Regions from separate parts of the Mus musculus genome. Here regions 2 and 3 are each linked to region 1. The links are chromatin contacts, called in public ChIA-PET and HiCAR-type maps. All regions are on one chromosome and are shown on one strand. The core of a region is the stretch at or near the end of the contact, and the rest is flanking DNA. Distances in the headings are between cores, read along the strand shown. Region 1 holds the start of Haus3 (HAUS augmin-like complex, subunit 3). Region 2 overlaps Fam193a (family with sequence homology 193, member A). Region 3 overlaps Add1 (adducin 1 (alpha)).

Region 1 (3,804 bases), core at 703-3,202:
AAGCTTGTCTTGGAAATAAGTTTAACATACTTGCCTTCTTAAGTTTCTAATCCAGTCCCAAGAAAACTTTCCAGTTCTGTATAATTGACCCCATTGTGTTTGCTGTTTGTACTCAGGGGGCTGATCCTGTTCTAATCTTTATGTTTTCATGGCTTCTTATGGCCTCGCAAACACTTCTCAAACAAGGAGCGGTGGTCAGCAATTCAAGAGAGCGAGCTGGGGGCCAGGAGTCACTAAGAACAGTGGGTTTTCTAGAAGGTCTCATGGGTCCCAGGCTGTGCCTGGGGGGAACCTCAGCCTGCAAAGTAGCCCTTTGTCTTTCTGGCATCTTTAATTCCATCTCCTCCGAGCTCTTCCGCACAGTCTATAAATATCCTCCAGTTCCTCCCACTTTAAAACAAAACAACACCAAAAATCCTCTCAGCCTTGCATTCCCACCCCCTCATCTTGTGTCATTTGGCTCTTTTTCTCTCAGTCTTTGCCGCCTCAGCAAAATTTCCCAAAAGTACTGCCTGCACTTCCTCTGGCCAAAACCCACTCAACGCCAGCTCCCTGCTGAGCCCCTACCTCCAGTTTGGCATCTGGGGTCCTCTTGGGCCAGTCCCCTGATGTCCTAACCACATTAGGCACCATTCTAAGAACTTTTCCCCTGTACTGTTTGTTTTTATTTACTTTCCGGTTTTATTGACCTTCAAAAGGAGGATAAAAGTTAAATAAGAATTAATAGGAAATGTCTTCAACTCAAATTTAAATGATCTGCTTAGAACATTAGTTTTTCTCTCTTTGAAAACATGAATATCTGGGCATGGTGATTCATACCTGTGGCCCCAGCACTTGGAGATGCTAAAGTAGGATCTTGAGTTGAAGCCCAGCCTGGGTAGAGAAGCAAATCCTTGTCTCACAAAACAAATAAGCCCAGGGAAAAAGATCCAGAAAGAATTCTACCTAGTAGCAACTAGACTAGACCCTTGTCTGATACATCACCCTATTTATGATTAGAAGAGGGGAATACTATTTTTTTAATGATCAAAGCCCAGATCTTGTGAATTTATATATCATCTTACAAGAGAGTGGTTAAGTTGCAAATGCTGTCTGATAGAAAAAAATGAACAGATTATGACCCATACAGACAAGTTGTTACCAATGCCAACTGTAACTCCAAAGATCAGTTTTCTGGGACCATAGGACATTAACTAGGCTTGCATCTGAGTTCAGCATTCTGTCTTTCATTGAATGACGGCGGGCATCCTCAGAATGTCTGTACTTCTGAGTTAAATGCATTCTAAAACTGATGTATTTTACACCTTGACATTTTGAAGATGGGATCTTGGAGGGAGTCAGCTTTTGCTTGGAAGTCATCGAGGCCTTGGGAGTTAAGTGATTTTTGTTAAATAACCATTGTAAAAGATTCTATAGCCAACAATCCTACCCTGCAAGAGACCTGATAGGGTCCCAGCTGCTTGTTATTAGCACCAACGCTGGATCACCCTACCAGTGGTGGTGGTAAGAGCTGTTGGGGGAAGAAGGGGTCTGTTCGGCCTCAAACTTCCGGTCCCCTAGTGGTGTCACAGACCGCAAGCCATTCTTAGGACAGGAGGCCTAACTGAACTAGAGGGCCAAATGGCCAAGGCAACAAAGCAGCCGGAAGAGACCCAGACTCCAACTCCCGAGCGGGGGCGGGGTGGGGCGGAGCGAGGGCAGAGCCTATAGTGAGAAAACCAATCCTCTTGAGCCTAGCGGGAAGGACGGCGGGCCAGAGGCGGGGCTAAGGGGCGGTGCGTCCGTCAGGAAAGCCAATCACTTTACCCCGGCTCGTTGAAGGGGGTTGGTCTGCGGGTCCTCCTTCGCTTTCTCCGGGATACCTCGCCGCCTGCGCTGACTTTACGGATGTTGTAATCTGCGCGTGCGCGTCCTGGCACTCCCGTGAGGCACTGCGGCGCGCGCGGTTGGAGGCTGGCAGAGAGCAGTGACTGCGGCTTTCCTGAGGTAAGGGTCTTGTAAGTTCGGGGTTGGCGGGGCCGCCGCTACCCTCCTACAGCCTGCTTGAGGCATCGATAGAGGTCGCTGGGCCCAGGCGCGGGGTGTGCGGGGAGGCTGAGGCTTTGTGCCAGAGGTGGGGGCGGAGGTACGTGGCCGGTCATCCGGCTGGGGTTGGTAGCTTTATTTTTCGGATACTGCGGATAAAACCCAAGGCCTCAATCATACGAGGCAAACGTTAAACCGGAAATACACACTTATCTGTTACCCAGCTTTTAAAAACAGCAATTTGGTACTTTTGTGGGCGTGTTTTATTAGAGCTCTTAAGTGTCATAACTGGATACTCAGAAACAAACCAAAACCAACCCAGAGAGTTTGCTACCAGAGTGTCAAATACATCGTGATTTTAAGACCTGCCATTGTCACTGACCTAAGTTTGGTTCAAGTCGTGGTTCATTGTGTTCTATTCGAAATAAAACTTCTTACTTGATGATTGATGGGTACTTTGAAACTTGTCAATTTGTCCTGGTTTTCTCTGCGTTAGACTGGTTATATCTATAGATTGAGTCCTTTGAGACTGATGGAACGCTGATTGAAGTAAATATTTAGTTGATTCTTCCTTAGAAAGGTAGGCATATTTCTTTTTCCTAACTAGAAACTACAGGGGAAACAGCTATTTTACAAAATGTAATTTATTTTAAGTAATTTCATCATTGGGAAAAAAAATCAGTTTTTTTTTATTGTTATATCTTCATTAATTAGATTCTTCATTACTGTTGTAGTGTCCTAAGCAACACCCTGATTGCTTCTGTTTTGCTTTGTCTTTGTCAGATATTGCACGTGCATCTGCTTTTAACTTAAGTAGTCTCCTGATGTCATCTGATAAAATGATCTGTATATTTAAAATTCATTTGCCTTGTTCATGGTCTAATACTTGTGTTCTTTCCCCCACTAGGAAAACACATTATAGATTGTATTTTTTTTCCTTCTTCTATGGACTTAGCGTAAATATGTTTTTTTCTGTTTGAACTTAGTTTAAAAAAATAGATTCATATCAAATATTTAAAAACAGGAGTAGTTAAACCATGAGTTGTGGAAATGAGTTTGTGGAAACATTGAAAAAAATTGGTTATCCCAAAGCTGATATTCTTAATGGAGAAGATTTTGACTGGCTCTTTGAGGATGTTGAAGATGAGTCATTCTTGAAATGGTTTTGTGGGAATGTGAATGAACAGAATGTATTGTCTGAAAAAGAATTGGAAGCCTTCAGCGATCTCCAGCGATCAGGCAAGCCTATCCTAGAAGGAACAGCATTGGATGAAGTTCTTAGGACCTGTAAAACTTTTGATTTGAAGACATGCAAACTGGATGACAAAGAGATACAGATATTAGAGGATGAGGTTCAAACTCTGCAGAAATTAAATAACTCAAAAATTCAGCGACGGAATAAATACCAGTTAATGGTTTCTGAAACTAGCTACAGGTTTCTGGCATTAAATGCTAAACAAGAGGAGGCCACTAAGAAGCTGAAACAGAAGCAAGGATTCCTAAATTCTGTGAATACTAAGCTCAGTAATGAACTTCAGGGTCTTACTGAGGAAGTTAATAATTTGATGATATTCTTCAGAAATTCTAATTTAAGTGAAAGAACAAATCCAATGGTGTTTTTATCTCAGTTTCCCTTGGGAAAATACATAAGCCAAGAAGAGCAGAGCACAGCAGCATTAACCTTATACACAAAAAAGCAATTCTTTCAGGGCATGCACGAAGTAGTTGAAAGTTCAAATGAAGACAATTTTCAACTTTTAGATATACAAACACCGTCTA
Region 2 (3,875 bases), core at 577-3,076, 300 kb before region 1:
TTAAAATAGTATTATAACATGTAATTAACATAAAATGTATTGTGGTAAAGGATGAAGCTCAGGGATACAGTGCCTTTCTGATATGCATAGGCCTTGGGCTTCAATTCCAGCACTGGAAATTAAATACACTGAGAGACTTCATCCATTTTTAAAAGTAAATTCCAGAATATAGTATATACTTCATAGCACCTACATCTCAACTCACTGTAAGTTATAAAGAAGAGCAGCCAAATACTAAGAACAACAACTAAGAGATAAGAGAAGCACCTATAAAACTTGTAAATGGGAGACTTAAAAATAACAGTTCAGAGCAGGGAACACAAGAAAGAACACAGAGCCCAGACCCAGACCCAGGGCATATGAAAACCGCTGCAGTAGAGCAGCACTATAGACCACAGGGGCAGGAAGAGCTTCCTCATAAATTGTGGAAGCATTTGGGAAAAGAGAAAAATAAACCCACACTTCATCTCATACCCCAAAATAAACCTCAAACATGTTTAAGATCTACATGAGGGGAGGAAGAAGAAACTACACAAACACTAGAGAGAAATTTTGTATTCCTCCCTAACCCTGGTGTCAGAATAAGACTAACAATTATCAAACTCTAAAGGCAGTTTACAATGTAAGACTTACAATGTAAGATTGGTAAAATGACTACATAAAAGTTAACAAGAAAACTTCCAAATGGCTGAAAAACCCAGTAAACCAAGTTCATAGGAAACTGAGGAACCAGGAGAAAATTTTGGCAGCACCGAACAGAGGTGAAAAACTCGTATTCCTAATTTATAAAAATCTCTTAAAAACCAAACAACAAAATTCTAGTTAAGAACAAAAACAAACAAACAAACAAACAAACAAACAAAACAACCAAAAGGTCTGTTGGATAGTTTTATATCAGCTTGATATAGGCTAGAGTAATTTTTGGAAGAGGGAATCTCACTGTGGAGAAAATGATCCCATCAGACTGGCCTATGGGTAAGCCTGTAGTGCATTTTCTTGATTGCTTATTGTTGTGGGAGGGTCAAGTTCACTGCATGGGTGGTACTACCTTTGGGATAGTGGTCTTGGAGACTGTAAGAAAGCAAGTTCAGTAAGCCATGAGGAGTAAGCCAGTAAGCAGCATGTCACCTTTATGTACAAAACAGGAAGTTCAGACTTCTCTAGAGTATAAGACAAAAACCTTTGCAACTACTTCAAGAATGTTCTAGACCTGTGTAAGTCACTATCGGAACAAGTTCTTAGTAATCAAGGATGTCTGAGAACACAAGTCATGCACTGGATATCATGGAAACTCACTGTGACACAGACATGGAAACTTACTAATTATGAGATAGGAACAATCAACACAACGGTATTAGAAACAGGTGAACATAACCTCACCCAAAGATGACCCAGGATAGGAGGGATGTTACAGCAGCCACTCTCCTTACCCTCTCCAGTTCTGTACCTATGTTTTCAACTAACCACAAATCAAATTTTTTAAAAAAAAAGTGCACTTTATATGTCTAAAATTATTTCAAAATCATAATATAGCAGCTACAAATTATTATTGTTGGAAAAGTCACAGATGAGCAACATCCCGCCTGCAGGGGCCTGTCGAGAACTCACACACACAGACCACACCAGCCAAGGCTGGGAACAGTTCCCTTGTGATCTTTATTTACCAAGTGAACTGCTGGTTCTGTCTCCTTTCTTCTTTTTATTTTTCTTATTCTTGCCCTTGGGCTGAGGAGAACTGGCCAGAATCAGCCTGCCATTCTGCAGGAGCTGGCTGGGGGAGGGTGGCTCAGGAGTGACAGTGCTCAGCTTCTCCTCTTTGATGTGGCTCAGCTGCTTTTTGTTGTTGTTGTTGCTGTTGGTTTTCCTCTCCTCCCTCTTCTGCTCTGTGAGAAGAGCAAGGTCAACTACTTTAGGTTTCAACTCTGGCTGGGCCCGGGGTTTGAGCTGTACCTCTGTGGTTTTGGGAGGCTCTGTGGGCTTCCTGGCTGGCTCATTGCTGGTCTTGCTGGTTTGCTTTAACTTTTGCTTGCTATTTCCCTCCTTGTGATGATGCATCATGTCCAAGAGAAATGCAAGAGGCTCGTGCTGCTTCCCATTGACTTCCTTAGGTAGCAGAAGCTTGGAGGGGTCTCTGGGGTCCACAGGGTCTGTAGCATCCCCATTGGCTCCAGGCCCTGGCCTGGGCTCTGAGTGGTTCATGTGTCTGGAAGGGGAGTGAGATGAGGTTTCTGGTTCTTCGGTTTGTTCTAAGGAGCCATTGTGGATGTTTTCAGAGTTAGAGATAGACTCTGTTGCTGCCTGGAAATTTCTAGCAAGCATGTCCAACTTGGAACAGTCTTTACTTGGCCGATCCTTTTTCTTCTTTTTTGCAGCTCTTAACTTCTGAAGCTCCTGAAGCCGCTGAAATTCCTCCTTGAAATGCTGTTCCTCGTCCTCCTCTTCTTCGTCCTCCTCTTCTTCCCGCTGCTTTTGCTCCTCCTGATGATGCAGATGCTCCCGTGCCCTGGCCTCAGCTTCTAGGCGTGCCTTCTCTTCCAGCTGCCAATAACAAAAGAGAAGATGGCTTTAGACCATGGTAAGAACTCCAAAACTTGACAGAGTTGCTAAGACGGCTCAGCAGGTAAAGGCATTTGCCACCAAGCCTGGTGAGTTGAATTTGATCCCCCAAGAACCACATGGTGAAGAATCATCCCATAAACATTGACCCATGACTTACACACAAACTATGATGGCCTCCCCTCCCCACATATATAAATGTAATTAAAAAAATTACTCTAGAAACTTGAGATATCAATCATATATTGAAAAATAAACTTTGATAGAGGCAGTAACAAATGTACCTACAACATACGTACCTGTAATTATTTCACCCAAAAGAACTGTTAAATCTCATCTACCTACCAAGCATATGCTTACTTTACTGGGAACTAGGTGGCTAGCTTCTGACCAAGAAGTAGGTACCAGGAGTAGTCAGACCAGCAGTTGTGCTGTGCGTGCAGCACCCATAGACCTGACCATCTCTCTATAGAAATAGCAAGGAATCAGCTTTCTGATTGCATGAGCTCCTGACAGACTTTGCTGTCCAGGTGAGGGCTGAACCAGAAATAAGGACCTGCATAAGTAAGACACAAACAAAATGTGTCCAAAAGTTTGAAAGTCCCTTCCCACACTATCAGATAAAAGTCTCAATACACGTTGAACTACACAAGAGCAAAGGGCTTTCAGAAATATTCAGTTTCACATAGCAAAGTGGCCCCAATGTATTTCTGCTTTCCAACCTGATGGAAAGAAGTTTCATCAAGTAAAGATTTCATTGTACGAATGATTCTAGACCACAGAACAGACCCTTTCAGGGCTCCAAACCCAAGCAAATAGATGTCTACTTTTCATGACGTGCTATGAAAAGCCCTGTCAAGTTTCTGGGGAGTGGAAATTGCTCTCAGCAGTTTACACCAAGGAAGCTGCCTAACCTTACACTTTATAATGTTGATGCTAAGAGCTGTCCTTCAAGTAGATGGGCCTGTGGGTCAGAACAAGAATGTGTGAAGTCTGTCTTAGGAAGAGGCTTGCAGGCACCATGGGCTAGAGCTCTATCTTCTATCAAAGGCCATCTCTCAGCTTCTAAACCTCAGAGTCCCATCTACTCTGCATCACAAAATCTCTTCCTTCTATCTCTTTGGAAGAAAGGTTCCTACAAAAGTGTATGTAAGCGCTGCTGTCCCACTGGCCAGGCAGAGCAGGCTGCATGAAAGCCTATTACAAACTCAATACTTTGGGAGAAGACAAAGTGGTACAGGTGCTAGTTCAGGCCTTCTGCGACAGACAGACTCCTAGAGCACCAGGGCAGGCATGTCAAGCAGCCCTAGCTTCGTATC
Region 3 (3,850 bases), core at 223-2,722, 420 kb before region 1:
TCTGTAGTCTAGGAGAATATGAGAGAAGTCTAGACTAGTGTCTAATGAGCATATTCACCAGCGTCTGTACCAAGTCTCATATTCTGAGCCAAGCACCATGAGGGTCCCTGGTGGCTGAAACAGCAAGCATGGTGATACACTCCTGTGACCTCAGCACTCAGGAAGTAGAAGCAAGACTCCAGTGAGCTTGAGGCCAGACACTGTTCAACGCCTTCCCTGCACCAGTCGATGGGGCTGGAGATGAGGCCTGCATTCCCAGCAGTTGGGAGACTCACAACCACTGCTAAGCCCAGATCCAGGGATCACGTGCCCGGACCTGGTACAGAAACCATACACATAATTTAAAAATATATATATATTAGAGGAAAAGAAGTCGAAATTTAACATTATACTGCAACAGTGCCAACTGCCTTTCCTATTTTTGCTTCTTCACTGGATTCAACTACTATAACTGGGGGTTGGGGGCTTCTTGTGTAGCCCTGGCTGTCCTGGAACTCTCTCTGTAGACCAGGCTGGCCTCGAACTCACAGAGACCCGCCTGAGTGCTAGTGCTGGGATTAAAGGCCTGTGCCACCACTGCCTGGCTTTTTTTTTTTTTTTTTTTTTTTTAAAGACAGGTTTTTATCATCTAGCTCTGGCTGGCCTGGAACTCAGAGATCTGTCTGCCACTCTCTCCAAAGTAGTAGGATAAAAGGCCCACTCTATGGAACACAGGCCCCCCAGTGGAGGAGCTAGAGAAAGTACCCAAGGAGCCGAAGGGGTCTGCAACCGGATAAGTGGAACAACAATATGAACTAACCAGTACCCCCAGAACTCGTGTCTCTAGCTGCATATGTAGCAGAAGATGGCCTAGTCAGCCATCATTGGGAAGAAAGACCCCTTGGTCTTGCAAACTTTATATAACTTGACCCAGTACCAGGGCCAAGAAGTGGGAGTGGGTGGGTAGGGGAGCAGGGCAGGGGGAGGATATAGGGGACTTTCAGGATAGCATTTGAAATGTAAATGAAGAAAATATCTAATAAAAAATTTTAAAAATAAATAAATAAAAGGCCCACCCTACCACATTAGGCTTTCTCAACTACTGTAATAGTTTTGCTGACATTATAAAAATCCTTCAAAATGTACTGTTTCCTGAAACAAAATTTGCCCTGCCTCATTCCTTCCCCTTTGGTGCTGAGAATCAAACACCACAGGTCTTCAAGGGTAATCAGCCAATACGCCTCTGCTGAACTGCACCCCACTCCCAAACACTTTCTGAAGGACATTCCACAAGGGAAGGTTGCTAAGTAAAAATTTGGTCTGTCCTTTTAATTATTTTTCTGAGGGGAGGGCTAAGTGGAGAAGTCTGGCAAGAATACAAGTAAAGAAGCACTCCCCGCTTCCCCCAGAATCAAAGGTCTGAATGTTCCACACTGTGAAGTAATTAGTTGCGAAGAATAAGACAAAAGAAAGCTCTGAAGTAAAAGCTAGGACTTGAAGGACTGAGAAGAGCCCAAGACTGAATGCTGGGAGAATGGCTCAGTGTTCTGCACACGCAAAGGCTGCGAGTGCTGCTGTGTTAGCCCTGAAGCCTGAGAACAGACAGAGACAGGGTTCCTCTTTTGATCTAGGCAAGAAGCATTTAAAATCACAAACATAAGCTTAAGTGAAACTGTCAAAAGTATGCTCTTTGAAAAGTCACCACATAGGCTATTAGAGGTTTGTTTAAGTCTTTATGCTACCAAGTAACTATAAATGTACAGGTGTCTTCACAAAATAAGGATGTATTGTTAAATGAAAAAAGAAAGATACAGAAATCAATATAGATGGTATATGTGAGGGGTAAGTAAAAACTCATTTATATTTGCATAAATAAAAAATCCGCAAGAAACTGAAAATGACAGAAGTGTAAGGAGCTGAGCAGACAGGGGGCAACTGTGTAAGTGTTATATATACAATTTAAAGTTAATTTATAAAAGTAATTTAAAAATAAAATACCACTTAGACAATAAAATAATAATCATTAGAGCAAGTGTATAACAAACAAAGACACTGTGCTATAATGACATCAGCAGATGCGGAGAGAGCCACAGTACTGTATGTCTGTCATCCTTTCTACCTTATGTGAGGTCCAGGGATCCCACCCCAGTCGCCATCCGCGCACTGCAAGCCCTTCCCTGCTGAGCCCCACAGTCTTGGGTGACTGGGGCCATGGCCAGGTGGCTTGTGTTCAGAACAGCCTCTAGGCAGACAGACAAACAAAAGACCCATGAGAATAACTTGTTCCAGAGTATGAGAATGTATTAGTCAAGTACATTATGACTTTTTGATTAATACATTTCTCTTATGTTGTGGTAAAAGAGCAAATAAACTAAGAAAGAGTTAAGCATCTTGTTTCACTCTATATAGAAAATTAATGCCAGAGGGTAGGATTGTTAGGGTTAAAGGTGTCCCAAATTCTGGAGACATAAATAAGAGAATGTGGCTACAGGATGAGGCAGGCAAAGTTACCAGGTAAGAGGAAGAAAGCCTCTCCCGTGAGCCCCTCTTCACAGAGCAGGCAAAGCACTGCAGCCCTCTGCCCTAGTAAACCTCAGCTTGACCCACAGTCCCATCTTGGAACTTATTCTTGCATTTAAGACTGTACAATGAATGAGGATGGCTCCTAAGCCTTTGCTTATTTCAGGAATAATCCCTGGGCCGCCTCGGGGGTAGAAAGGTTAAACCGAAGCCCTGGGGCTCTGGTCTGCTCTCCACTCTGAAGGATGCCCTTTTGCCTTCCACCCTGGAGGCTGCCCTTTTGTGCTCTCTTACTCCTCTGCTAGAAACTCCTGACCTCTACCTTGGGAATACAAGCACTGAGAAGCTTTCACAGCAGGGATCAGAGGGAATTCCAGAAGAGGCCGCTCTCCAACTTGATTAGAATTCAGGGCACCAAAAAAGGGTGGAGGTCGAAGTTCCAAAAGCTCTGAGCCTCTGAGACCTACCTTAATTCCTCCTCTACCCACTCACTTATAACTCCTTCCCTTCACCCTCCGTGATCACCTCACACAACCTCCTAGCAGCACCTGACCACCCCCACCCCTTTCACCCCCAACCCCCAGCCTCCCAGCGTCCTTTCTGCCTTCCCTCCTATCTCTCCAGCCACTCTGTGCAGCTTCCCTTGCTGTCTCCTTTCTTCCCAGAGCCCTGAGCTCTTGCTCTTCCCTAACAATACTGTCAGCCCCATCTCTATTTGTACTCTCTGGTTCTCTATTCTGGCCATCTATCAAATTCACCTAGAGAAGCCAGGCATTGTGGTGCATGTCTGTTATCCCAGTACTCTGAAGGCTGAGGCAGGAGGATCACTGATTCTAGGCCAGCCTGAGATTGGAATACATAGTAATTCCAAGGACTATACTGCATGAGACTATTTCAAAAAACTAAAATAGCATATTTTTAAAGAACCATAGAGGGAGTTGGAGACATAGCTTAGCAGTTAAAAGCACTGGCTGCTCTTCCAGGGGTTCTGAGTTCAATTCCCAGCAACCATCTGTAAGGGAATCTGATGCCCTCTTCTCTTCTGGTATGTCTGAAGACAACAATAGTATGCTCACATATATAAAATAAATCTAAAAAACAGAGAGAGACAGAGAGAGAGAGAGAGAGAGAGAGAGAGAGAGAGAGAGAGAGAGAGAAAGATATGGGCTATGTGCTGAATAATCTTGGTCCAAGCGAAAGTTATCTGAGAGGAGGGACCCTCAATGAAGAAAAGGCAACATCCATAAGACTGGGTTCCAGACAAGCCTGTGGGGCATTTTCTTAATTAGTTATGGATGGAGTTGTGAGTGCTGCCATCCCTGGGATAGCGGATCTGGGTTCTATAAGAAAG

Evidence for each region. ChIA-PET counts read pairs in DNA pulled down with a chosen protein or histone mark. HiCAR-type assays count read pairs that join an accessible place to other places.
Region 2: an RNA polymerase II ChIA-PET map of memory CD8 T cells shows a contact between it and region 1, with 6 read pairs. The contact joins the enhancer-like site here to the promoter of Haus3 in region 1. A contact is called at or near these places in 3 of 39 promoter capture datasets (the 3T3-L1 cell line and frontonasal cranial neural crest), 1 of 115 datasets of contacts at active chromatin or transcription factors (memory CD8 T cells) and 3 of 9 other capture datasets (adipose tissue, liver and macrophages).
Region 3: a HiCAR-type map of astrocytes shows a contact between it and region 1, with 2.3 times the contacts expected there. The contact joins the enhancer-like site here to the promoter of Haus3 in region 1. A contact is called at or near these places in 4 of 39 promoter capture datasets (the HPC-7 cell line, HPC-7-derived erythroid cells, cranial neural crest and 2 more), 1 of 115 datasets of contacts at active chromatin or transcription factors (astrocytes) and 3 of 9 other capture datasets (adipose tissue, liver and pancreatic islet).

The regions. Positions count from the first base shown.
Region 1 is chr5:34,167,572-34,171,375 of GRCm38.p6, reverse strand. It overlaps Haus3 (HAUS augmin-like complex, subunit 3), which reads left to right and starts at 1,952. Exons shown (of 5, transcript NM_146159.1): 1 at 1,952-1,986; 2 at 2,933-3,804. The coding sequence starts at 3,063. It overlaps Poln (DNA polymerase N), which reads left to right and starts at 1,850. Exons shown (of 25, transcript NM_181857.4): 1 at 1,850-1,986.
Region 2 is chr5:34,464,237-34,468,111 of GRCm38.p6, reverse strand. Fam193a (family with sequence homology 193, member A) reads right to left here. Exons shown (of 21, transcript NM_001243123.1): 19 at 1,665-2,538. Among named protein-coding and RNA genes, the nearest start is that of Tnip2, 48 kb to the left of the region's middle. Within about 2 kb of position 1,826, at least 23 of the 459 cell types and tissues checked have an H3K27ac peak or open chromatin away from gene starts, as enhancers often do. A contact at or near this core is called in memory CD8 T cells, where this site is marked.
Region 3 is chr5:34,589,198-34,593,047 of GRCm38.p6, reverse strand. The region is part of intron 1 of Add1 (adducin 1 (alpha)); the gene reads right to left. Among named protein-coding and RNA genes, the nearest start is that of Mir7036b, 17 kb to the right of the region's middle. Within about 2 kb of position 1,472, at least 38 of the 459 cell types and tissues checked have an H3K27ac peak or open chromatin away from gene starts, as enhancers often do. A contact at or near this core is called in adipose tissue and astrocytes, where this site is marked.